Linked DNA regions of Sus scrofa: region 1 is linked to region 2. The links are chromatin contacts, called in public HiChIP or PLAC-seq maps. All regions are on one chromosome and are shown on one strand. Each heading gives the region's core, a stretch centred on a gene start, on an enhancer-like site or on the middle of the called end of the contact. The rest is flanking DNA. Distances are from core to core; before and after follow the strand shown. Region 1 overlaps RIN2 (ras and Rab interactor 2). Region 2 has its middle 83 kb from the start of RIN2.

Region 1 (4,381 bases), core at 1,320-3,819, 110 kb before region 2:
AGAATGGAGTACATGGGATTTCACAGCCCGTCTGATCTTAATGGGTTTTGGGGCAGTGGGGGTGGGGGGGTGGGGGGGACTCAAAGCATTCGGATGTTCCTGGGCCAGGAATCGAACCTGTGCCAGAGGAGCAACCCAAGCTACAGCCCCCGACGCCTGACCTTAACACCCTGTTGAGGACGCTTTCCAGGGAGCGGTGTTCTATAGAAACTTAAGAAAATGCTGACTTGGCCCCTTGGGATAGTAATTGTCTTATTTGGATTTTATTTATTCTATTCCATTCTATTTTCTATTCTCTTCTATTTCTATTCTGTACTTTTGGCCATGCCCGTGGCATACGGAAGTTCCCAGGCCAGGGGTCCAACTGGCACCACAGCAGTGAAAATGCCAGATCTTCAACCTGCTGAGCCACCAGGGCACTCCTGGAATTTCTATTTTAATTTTTTTTAAAAAAGAGAAATGAATAAGGAGTAAGGAGGCAAAGGGAAAGGAAAGGGAGAGGAGGCATGAATCTTACAACTTGCAAATTACGATGAAAGTTTTAAAATCATTCATTAAAATCCCCTTTTCTGTAAGTTGAGCATGCCAACATCCTCAGAGCACACATATTTCATTTAGGGAAGGAAGAAAGCAGAGGGATTTTGAAAAGGGAATTTGGATTTTGAGAAAATGTAAAGTTTGCTCATTTTCGGTCTTGTGAAAGTGATTAATATTGCAGAGGGCATGAATCATTGAGGCTATGAAACTCACCAAAATCGCAAAGGCTTTGTTCCTCATCAGGAGTTGGGGCTTTGGTGCAGACATCTGCCGAGGCAGCCCGGGCTCAAAGTTTCAGACAAGGCACACGGAACAGGTGTAGATGGTGTCCTGCCTGTCCACCTGGGGTCACTGCTCCCTTAGGCTCTACTGCCAGCACTTGGAAGCCGCTGCCCAAGGCTGCGGATGCTTGGTGGGTGGATGAGCTCACAGCAGGAGGGGGCTCCGTGCACAGAGACCCCAGCTCCCCCCTCCCCACCTTGGAGGGATAACTCAGACACTCACTACACAGTCTCCAGGAAGCCCTGTGTCACCTCTCCACCCCTCCCTGAGCTTCCTGTGATCACCTCCCAAACAGACGGCTGGCATTCACAGCCTGTCTCTGAATCTGCTTCAGGGGAATCCAGCCAGTGTCTTTCTTTTTGCCGTAAATTCAGAGCAAGGCCTCGGAGGCTCTCTGCTCCATCCGAGGCAGCCAGGTGCCTTGATCCCTCCCTCCTCTGTCTAGGTAGCAGGTATATACAGGTGTCTCGGACTTTTCTTGCAGCTCCACTTAGTTCAGTGACCAGAATGGGACACAGCGTTCCAGTCACAGATGTGGCTCAGATCTGGCATTGTTGTGGCTGTGGTGTATGTTGGCAGCTGCAGCTCGGGTTTGACCCCTAGCCTGGGAACTTCCATATGCTGTGGGTAAGCCCCTAAAAAGAGAAAAAGGACAAAAAACAAAAATGAATAAAAGGAACAGAATGATATTCACCAGACTAGTATTTCCCACACGGGGATGTGCGCATACATCCCTGTGGCTCCTGTCAACAGGCAGGTCCTGATTCCTAGGTCTGGGGTAGGGCCTGAGAGTCTGCATTTTAACAAACTCCTCTGCTGACATGGACCAAGGTTCTAGGGGCCTGAGAGCCCTGAGGACAACAGGAATTCTGCTGCATGCTGGTATATCTGGTATACCCAGCATCTTGTGCAACTGGCTGCTGAATGTGTGTGTATGTTAATCAACTCTTTCTTTTTTTCTTCTTTCCTTTCGTCCTTTCTTCCTTCCTTCCTTTCTACCTTCCTTCCTTCTTTCTTTTCTTTTCATCTTTTCTAGGCCGCACCCGCAGCATATGGAGGTTCCCAGGCTAGGAGTCTAATCAGAGCTACAACTGCCAGCCTACACCACAGCCACAGCAACTCAGAATTCGAGCTGAGTCTGTGACCTACACCACAGCTCATGGCAATGCTGGATCCTTAACCCACTGAACAAGGCCAGGGATGGAACCCGTAACCTCATGTTTCCTAGTCAGATTTGTTCACCACTGAGCCACGATGGGAACTCTTTTTTTTTTTTTTTCTTTCAACTCTCGAATTGTTTTAAGATTTCAATTCACTAATTTAATTGAGCTGCCCATCTGCACACACAAGAACAGCTGTTGAAGAGGCTTTTGGTAGGAAAGCCCATATATGGACACCAAAGAAGCCAGGGTGCAGCGTGGGAGACAGCAAACTCGGAGTGAGAGCTCGAGTCAACTCATACTTATTGAAGACCTGCCACCTTTAGGGCACGGGGCAAAAGAGACATCAAAAGAGGTATAAGACATTGTCCCTGCCCCTAAAGAGGCTTACAATGTGACTGCGAAGGTAAGACAGAGAAAAGTGACTCTGGTCTGAGCACACGCACCCCCTGCCCCCAACACCCCAACACACACGCTCAAGTGCCTGGTGGCTCCTAATCAGGGAAGGTTTAATGTTCTTACTCAGGGCAAGAGAACTAAAAACTCTAAAAACAGAAGCCAACCCACGTTCATCGCTGTATTACTCACCGCAGCTCAAAGGGGGAAGCAGCCCAAATGTTTATAAGTGGATAAACAAATGTAGTTTATACACACAATGGACTATTATTCTGCCTTCAGAAGGAAGGAAATTCTTTTTTTGGTTTTTTTTTTTTTTTTTTTTGGTTGTTGTTGTTGGCAGAGCCCACAGCATTCAGAAGTTCCCCGGCCAAGGACTGAACCAGGGCCACAGCAGCGACAACGTTGGATCCTTAGCCCTCTGTGCCACCAGGGAACTCCAGAAGGAAGGAAATTCTGATAGAGGATCCATCATGGATGAACCTTGAGGATATTACATTTTATTATTATTTGTGTGTGTGTGTGTGTGTCTTTTTAGGGCCACACCTGCGGCATATGGAAGTTCCCAGGCTAGGGGTCGAATCAGAGCACTAGCTGCTGGCCTATACCACAGCCACAGCAACGGGGGATCCAAGCTGCATCTGTGACCTACACCACAGCTCATGGCCACGCCCGATCCTTGACCCAATGAGCAAGGCCGGGGATTGAACCTGTGGCATCATGGATATGAGTCAGATTCATTTTCTGCTAAGCCTTGACAGGAACTCTGAGGACATTATACCTAGGGAAATAAGCCAGTTACAAAAGGAGACATAATATATGATTCTACGTACATGAGGTTCCTAGAATAGAGTCAAGTTCATAGAGACAGAAGGTGGAAGGGTGGTTGCCAGGGGCTGGGGGAGGAAGGAATTGGGAGTTAGTGGTTAATGGGTATAGAGTTTCAGCTTGGGAAGATGAAAAATTCTAAAGATGGATGGTGGTCATGGTGGTACAACAATGTGAATATGCTGAATGCAACAGACATGCAACTTAAAAATGGCTAAAACGGTATTATTTATTTATTTTTTAGGGCCATACTGGCAGCATGTGGAAGTTCCCAGTGTGGGGTCAAATCAGAGCATCATTTGCCACACTATGCCACAGCCACAGCAACGCTGGATCTGAGCCCACATATGCCGCTGCTTGGGGCAATGCTGGATCCTTAACCCACTGAGGAAGGTTAGGGATCAAACCCATATCCTCATGGATACGAGTCAGGTTCTTAACCCGCTGAGGCACACTAGAAACTCCCTAAAGTGGTAAATTTTAGGTATGTGTAACCACAATTAAAAACTAGAATCCAGAAAAGTCAGAAAATAAGGTATCACAGTTGTTTTGCTTTGTTGTTTTACAGAACTATGCTCACGGGACCATCTTTGGAGGAAATAAGCTACAATAATCTAGCTCCAGCTTCTAAATCCTGGGCTCCCCTTAAGAAAGTAATGGTTCCCTGAAGCATTACTTGGTTCTCTGAAGAGGCATGGTCTCTGGACTGCACTTTCACTGATTCTACACAAACAGACCCAGGGCCACCCCGTCTGGCAGGTGCAGGCGCCTCTTGGTGACCTAGATAAAACACAGCCCCTCAGCCATGCGTCCCTACACCTCGTGCCTTCTGTTTCCTGATGACATCACTCAGGATGGCGATTGGCCTGACGTTCACACACCAAGATGGTGAGGAGTGACCATCTCGGCCCGGGATGCTGGAAGCTTCCCCATACTGGACAAGCCTCCTAGAATCAGATCCTTCAGAAGGGAAGAGCCAGCCTTATAAGCAGCATCGACCTGGGGGCCTGAGGTTGGGGCAGGCACTGGAGAGCTGGCTCCAAGCCCATACCTTCCTTTTGTGTCTCTGAGAAATGCTTGGAAGCTCTGGCTCAGTGTGGGGTCTGAGCATTTGACTTTGATGAGCATAGAGGAATCACTTGAACTCCTCCTGAAATTTTTCTGGAAATGTGAAATTA
Region 2 (4,868 bases), core at 640-3,139:
ATCCACTGAGCCACAACGGGAACTCTGAACACCACTATCTTCAAGCAAGCCTTGCTTCTCATCACCATCACGTTTCCAATAGGCATCCACCTACTGCTAAGAATGGAATGAGGAGGACCGAGGACCGAGGCAAACAAGGAGGAAGAAGAGACAATGAAGAGAAAAGGAAATTCCACCTTCGGGATAGCACTAAAACTCTCAGCCAGCTGATGGCAGCACTAACCTTGAACTCAACACTGAGCAGAGCCATCGACGTGCACCTTCCAGGATTTGCTTAGGGACATTCTGCTCCCGGGGGCTCCGGGCTGAGAACCAGAGACAGGAGGGGTGTCCAGGGGGAGAGGCCAGTGGGGTCTCTCTCCTCTGGGTGCGTGGCTGAGGCATGCGAGCCACTCTGGGAGGAAGTGCCCTGAGCAAGGACCATCTCGAATGGGCTCAGCAGGAGCCGGAGGATGTGGGTCTGCAGGCAGAGAACCAGGCTTGCCCAGACCCAGCCAGAGCACTCCTGGGGGTGCTCACACCTGGCCTCAGGCGCTCAAGACTCCGCCAGGGGAGGAGAGAGGCCACCTGAGTGGGATGGAAGTTTCCCAACTCCCACCACCCAGGGCAGGGTGGGGGTCTGCCCAGGTAGCTGCTACTGACTGGTGGATCCCAGGGGAGCCGCCCTCCTAACACACCCCGATCTTGGACTTTCGACCTCCATCCGCGTGGTGCAGAGGAAGGGGAGGGACGACACTCATTTCCCTGGTGACACCTGGATGAGCAACCCTTTCTGTGACTCGCAGGCCACGCTGGCACAGCGGTGTTCTGGGCCCTGCACTGTGAGACCTAAAACACAGCCAGGCTCCAAACCCCGCCTTGGCCACTGCCCACCTGTGAGATGCAGGCACGTTCCTGAGCCTCTAAGCTCTCAGTTTCCCCATTTGAAAAGTGAGACCCACCCTTCCAGGGCCACTGTGACAAAAAAAATGTAACAATGAATGTGGTGGTGTCAGAAGGGTGGGGGAAGTGGGGGCGGGCAGTGGAAGCTGAAGTCTTCCTGAAATTCCATGAAAAAAGGGATGCAGGAGACAGACCAGCTGACCCTTCCCCCACCCCCACTGCCGCTGTACCCCTGCCCCTCCACGAAACAAACCCATCAGACGAGCCATGTGCCCTTGAGCCTTCAGTGGCAGGAAGCAGGCGGAAGTAGTGATGCTGTCCAGGTTTCCGGGGTTCAGCGCAGGCCCCTTCTCCTGACTCTGACAGGTAGGTGGCTGCTTACTCTTTACCTGTGACCCATCTGCCACCCCCCAGCTGACAGAGGAAGAGAAAAGAGCAGCAAAGGAAAAGAAAGCCTTTTCACTATCAACTACCCACCCCATGCGCTGCCTCCATCTTCCCCCCCTTGTCTCAATCTCCCCCGCCCCCCCCCCCCGCCTTTCCAGACAGCGGATGGAGAATGAGGGGCGCCCAGGGCTCTTCTCTTCTCTTCCGTGTCCATCTCAGCCTCTCCTGGCATCCTCTCCCCTCTCAATCCAGTTCTGTTTTGCTCATAATTTATAAACCACGCAAAGGTTTCCTTTCCACCGCCTCCCTTGTAGTGTGGCCAACACCCTCAGCACAGTATTGCATCTTGCTGGGTGTGTGGGTTGGAGCGATGGCTACAGTTCATCCCCTTCCTGCGTGTCTGTCCTTTGCAAGGTGGCTTTGCACCTCCTACCCCAAGGCCTGGAGTCTACATCTCATCTCTCCGATCTAGAATGGTCTGTGACTTGCTCTGGCCAACAGAATGTGGCAGAAGTGGCCCTGTGTCATCCCCACGCCCTAGCTTCAAGAAGCCATACCCGTGTGCCCTCCTGGAGCCCTGATTCATCTGCTGGAGGAGGAGGGCAGAGCAAAGGTGAGTCACCCTGGCTGAGGCTTCACCCACCAGTCAGCTCCTGGCCAGTCTGGCAGCTGATGGGAGATGTGCCAGTCAGTCCAGCTAACCCAGCTAGACCCAGCCTAAACTGCCAACCCACAGCATCATCCACTAAATATATGGCTATTATTTGAACTAACTAAGCTTGCAGGGGGCAGGGGGGAGTGTGTTTGTTAGGCAGCAACAGCTAACTGATAGATCAGGCACTAAAAAAGACAATTAGAGATTTAAACTTGCTTAATTTTTTTTTTTTCATTTTTGGCCACCTCACGACATATAGTTTTCCTGGGCCAGGGGTCGGATGTGAGCCACAGTTGTGACATATGCCACAGCTGTGGCCACACCAGATCCTTTCAGCCACTGTGCCTGGCCAGGGATCAAATCTGCCTCCTGGCACTACAAAGACACCACTGAGCCACAGCAGGAATTCCAAACTTGCCTAACATTTTGCATGCATTTATTTATACTTCTTTTTTAAAAAAATTCCTCATATTCTGGTCGTGCTGCTCCCCCCCCCCCATTATTACTGGAGTCCTACACCTACAAAGCACAGGCTCAAGTGGAGTGAAGAACTGTTCCCAGTGCTCAAGCAGCTGCAGTGACAACTAAATTCAAGTTGAAAGACACAAAGCCACCCATCGAAGCCTGAAAAGGCTGAGTGCAGACGTTACACGTCACATTTCCACATTTCCACATGCATACCAAAGTCAATTCTCCAATGTCGCACATCAGAAAATAGTTTCCACTTGAATAACTATTCACTGAGAAAGAGTGTCTCCTCTTCCTGTTATTGTTTAGTTTGTTGTTGCATTTTGTTGGAATTTCTTTATTTATCAAAGTCAAACCCAAAGATGTTTTATCTAACAGGAAAAGACAAAGAAAGTGACAAAGAAAACTTGACCTCAGAAGACAAACTTTTAGCTAGACAAGATTTCAGTATCTCTACCTGGAATTTTGCACGTCCTTACCCTACCACCATCCTTCTCAAGAAAATCCACACTTTCAGCTCTTTGGTATTTTTTTAACTTGCATTTATTCATTGTCTATCAGAGGTTAGAGCCTGTGCTAAAGAATGAGGCCCTGGGCTCCCAGAGCCTGAAGTCACTCTGCGGGTGACCTAGAAACGTGGTTATTATTTTACATGATAGGAATCTCCTGTAACGTGAGCAGATACCACGTGATCTCAGCTCCTGGGGGGAAGGCAGGCAGCTTCCCTTGGGAACTGAATGTTCAAGGCGGGACCAGGAGGGTTTAACTAGGATTCTAGTTAGGGAAACTGAGTCACAACAAACCACGTAAAGTTAGTTCTCCAAAGTTGTGCTCTCTCGTCCTCCTACTCCCAATGGGCCTGCGTCTCTGAGAGCAGTTATGTCTGCAGGGCAGCAAAGGCCCCAGCTCCTGGTCCCGGAGGAACAGGCACTGGGGCACAGCTGGATCTCACAAGATTGGTGTCAGAGAGCCCTGGGTTCAAATCCCAGTTCATCATCACATGGCCTTGGGTGAGTCACTTCATCTGACTTGACTTCCATTCTCTAACCTATAATTTGTGTAACGACATCCACCTTAAAGGGCATCACAGGGGGTTTAAATAAGATCATTCAAATCAGTGACAGTGTTTATCCTCTCCTGCATCTGCGGAAGGGGCAGGACTCAGAGGGAACGGTTCACTGTCCGGGCAGCACTCCACTGGCACCAGTGGAGCAGCTTCAAGGCTGGGGGGGCTGCAGCCGCCACCCCTCTCACCAAGTCTCCCTTATATGTCAGTGGTGCCTTGGGGGGCAGGAGTAAGGGGGGCTTCCTGGGGGCCTGGGCTGCCTTACCACATGGTAGCTGGTCTCACAGGCAGGAGGGCCCGGAGCAGGAGGGCCAGCAGGGAGCTTCATCTGCTTCGCTGATCTCTGCTTTGAGGTCACTCAGTGTCACCTCTGCCACCTTCTCTGCAAAGGCAGTCCCCATCCCTGAGTCCCGCCCGATGCAAGAGGAGGGAAAGCAGACGTCCCAGGTTGAGAGGACAGGGCAAGGTTCTGGAAGAGCCAGGACACTGTGATGCCATTTAGGTCAATGATCCGCCACAGTGACCTATGCAGACATCCCCTTGGTGCTCCTTCCCTTTCACACAGAGACTTGTGATTCCATGAAAAAAACCAGAACATTTTGGAAGATAGTATGAGAAAAAAACCATATATATGTATGACTGGGTCACTTTGCCATACAGCAGAAATTGGCACAACACTTTACACCAACTATTCCTTAATAAAAAAATATTGTAAAAATTAATAAATCAAATTTAAAAAATTTTTAGAAGAGGAGTTCCCATTGCGGCTCAGCAGAAACGAATCTGACTAGGAACCATGAGGTTGCAGGTTCGATCCCTGGCCTCGCTCAGTGGTTTAAAGATCCGGCATTGCCATGAGCTGTGGTGTAGGTCACAGGTGTCGCTTGGATCTGGCATTGCTGTGGCCATGACTCAGGGAACCTCCATATGCTGCAGGTGTGGCCCTAAAAAGCAAAACAAACAAAACAATTTTTTTTTTTTAAGAAAAAAATAGATGGAACGTTGGGAACAGAAGAAAGGCAAGCGGGAATGTTGGAGAAGAGAGAAAAGGCTTTTACGTTGGGATGGGACGCATTATGACCTTCCTCTCAGTGATCAGCCAGGTTCTTAGGGCTCCCTGGCGTCCCGTCTCTAAGATGAGAATTAAATGACATAACCCATCGAAGTGCCAGGCCTGAACCATAGTCCATAAATGTGTGCAGTAATGGTTTACGCTCTGGGGCTCCTGAGGCATCCTGATCCTGGCTTGGCCCCACTGCCACTGCACTGTAACAGAATCCCTCAGAAACCTGGAAACAGGTAAGCATGCTCCAGAGCCCTGGCTGACAGAGTTCACGTGCACAGCAGTACATCCAGAGCACACACAGCTTGCACACCGAGGAACTCAGACGTGAAAGAACCCGGCTGCCG

What was found. HiChIP or PLAC-seq counts read pairs in DNA pulled down with a chosen protein or histone mark.
Region 1: a contact with region 2 is called in an H3K27ac HiChIP or PLAC-seq map of alveolar macrophages. The contact joins two enhancer-like sites. A contact is called at or near these places in 1 of 5 promoter capture datasets (liver), 7 of 47 Hi-C or Micro-C datasets (embryonic fibroblasts, epiblast stem cells, fetal liver and 2 more) and 2 of 2 datasets of contacts at active chromatin or transcription factors (alveolar macrophages and skeletal muscle).

The regions. Positions count from the first base shown.
Region 1 is chr17:27,964,784-27,969,164 of Sscrofa11.1, reverse strand. All of the region lies in intron 2 of RIN2 (ras and Rab interactor 2), which reads right to left. Among named protein-coding and RNA genes, the nearest start is that of RIN2, 26 kb to the right of the region's middle. Within about 2 kb of position 2,569, at least 13 of the 83 cell types and tissues checked have an H3K27ac peak or open chromatin away from gene starts, as enhancers often do. A contact at or near this core is called in alveolar macrophages, where this site is marked.
Region 2 is chr17:27,856,047-27,860,914 of Sscrofa11.1, reverse strand. No RefSeq gene overlaps it. Among named protein-coding and RNA genes, the nearest start is that of RIN2, 83 kb to the left of the region's middle. Within about 2 kb of position 1,889, at least 13 of the 83 cell types and tissues checked have an H3K27ac peak or open chromatin away from gene starts, as enhancers often do. A contact at or near this core is called in alveolar macrophages, where this site is marked.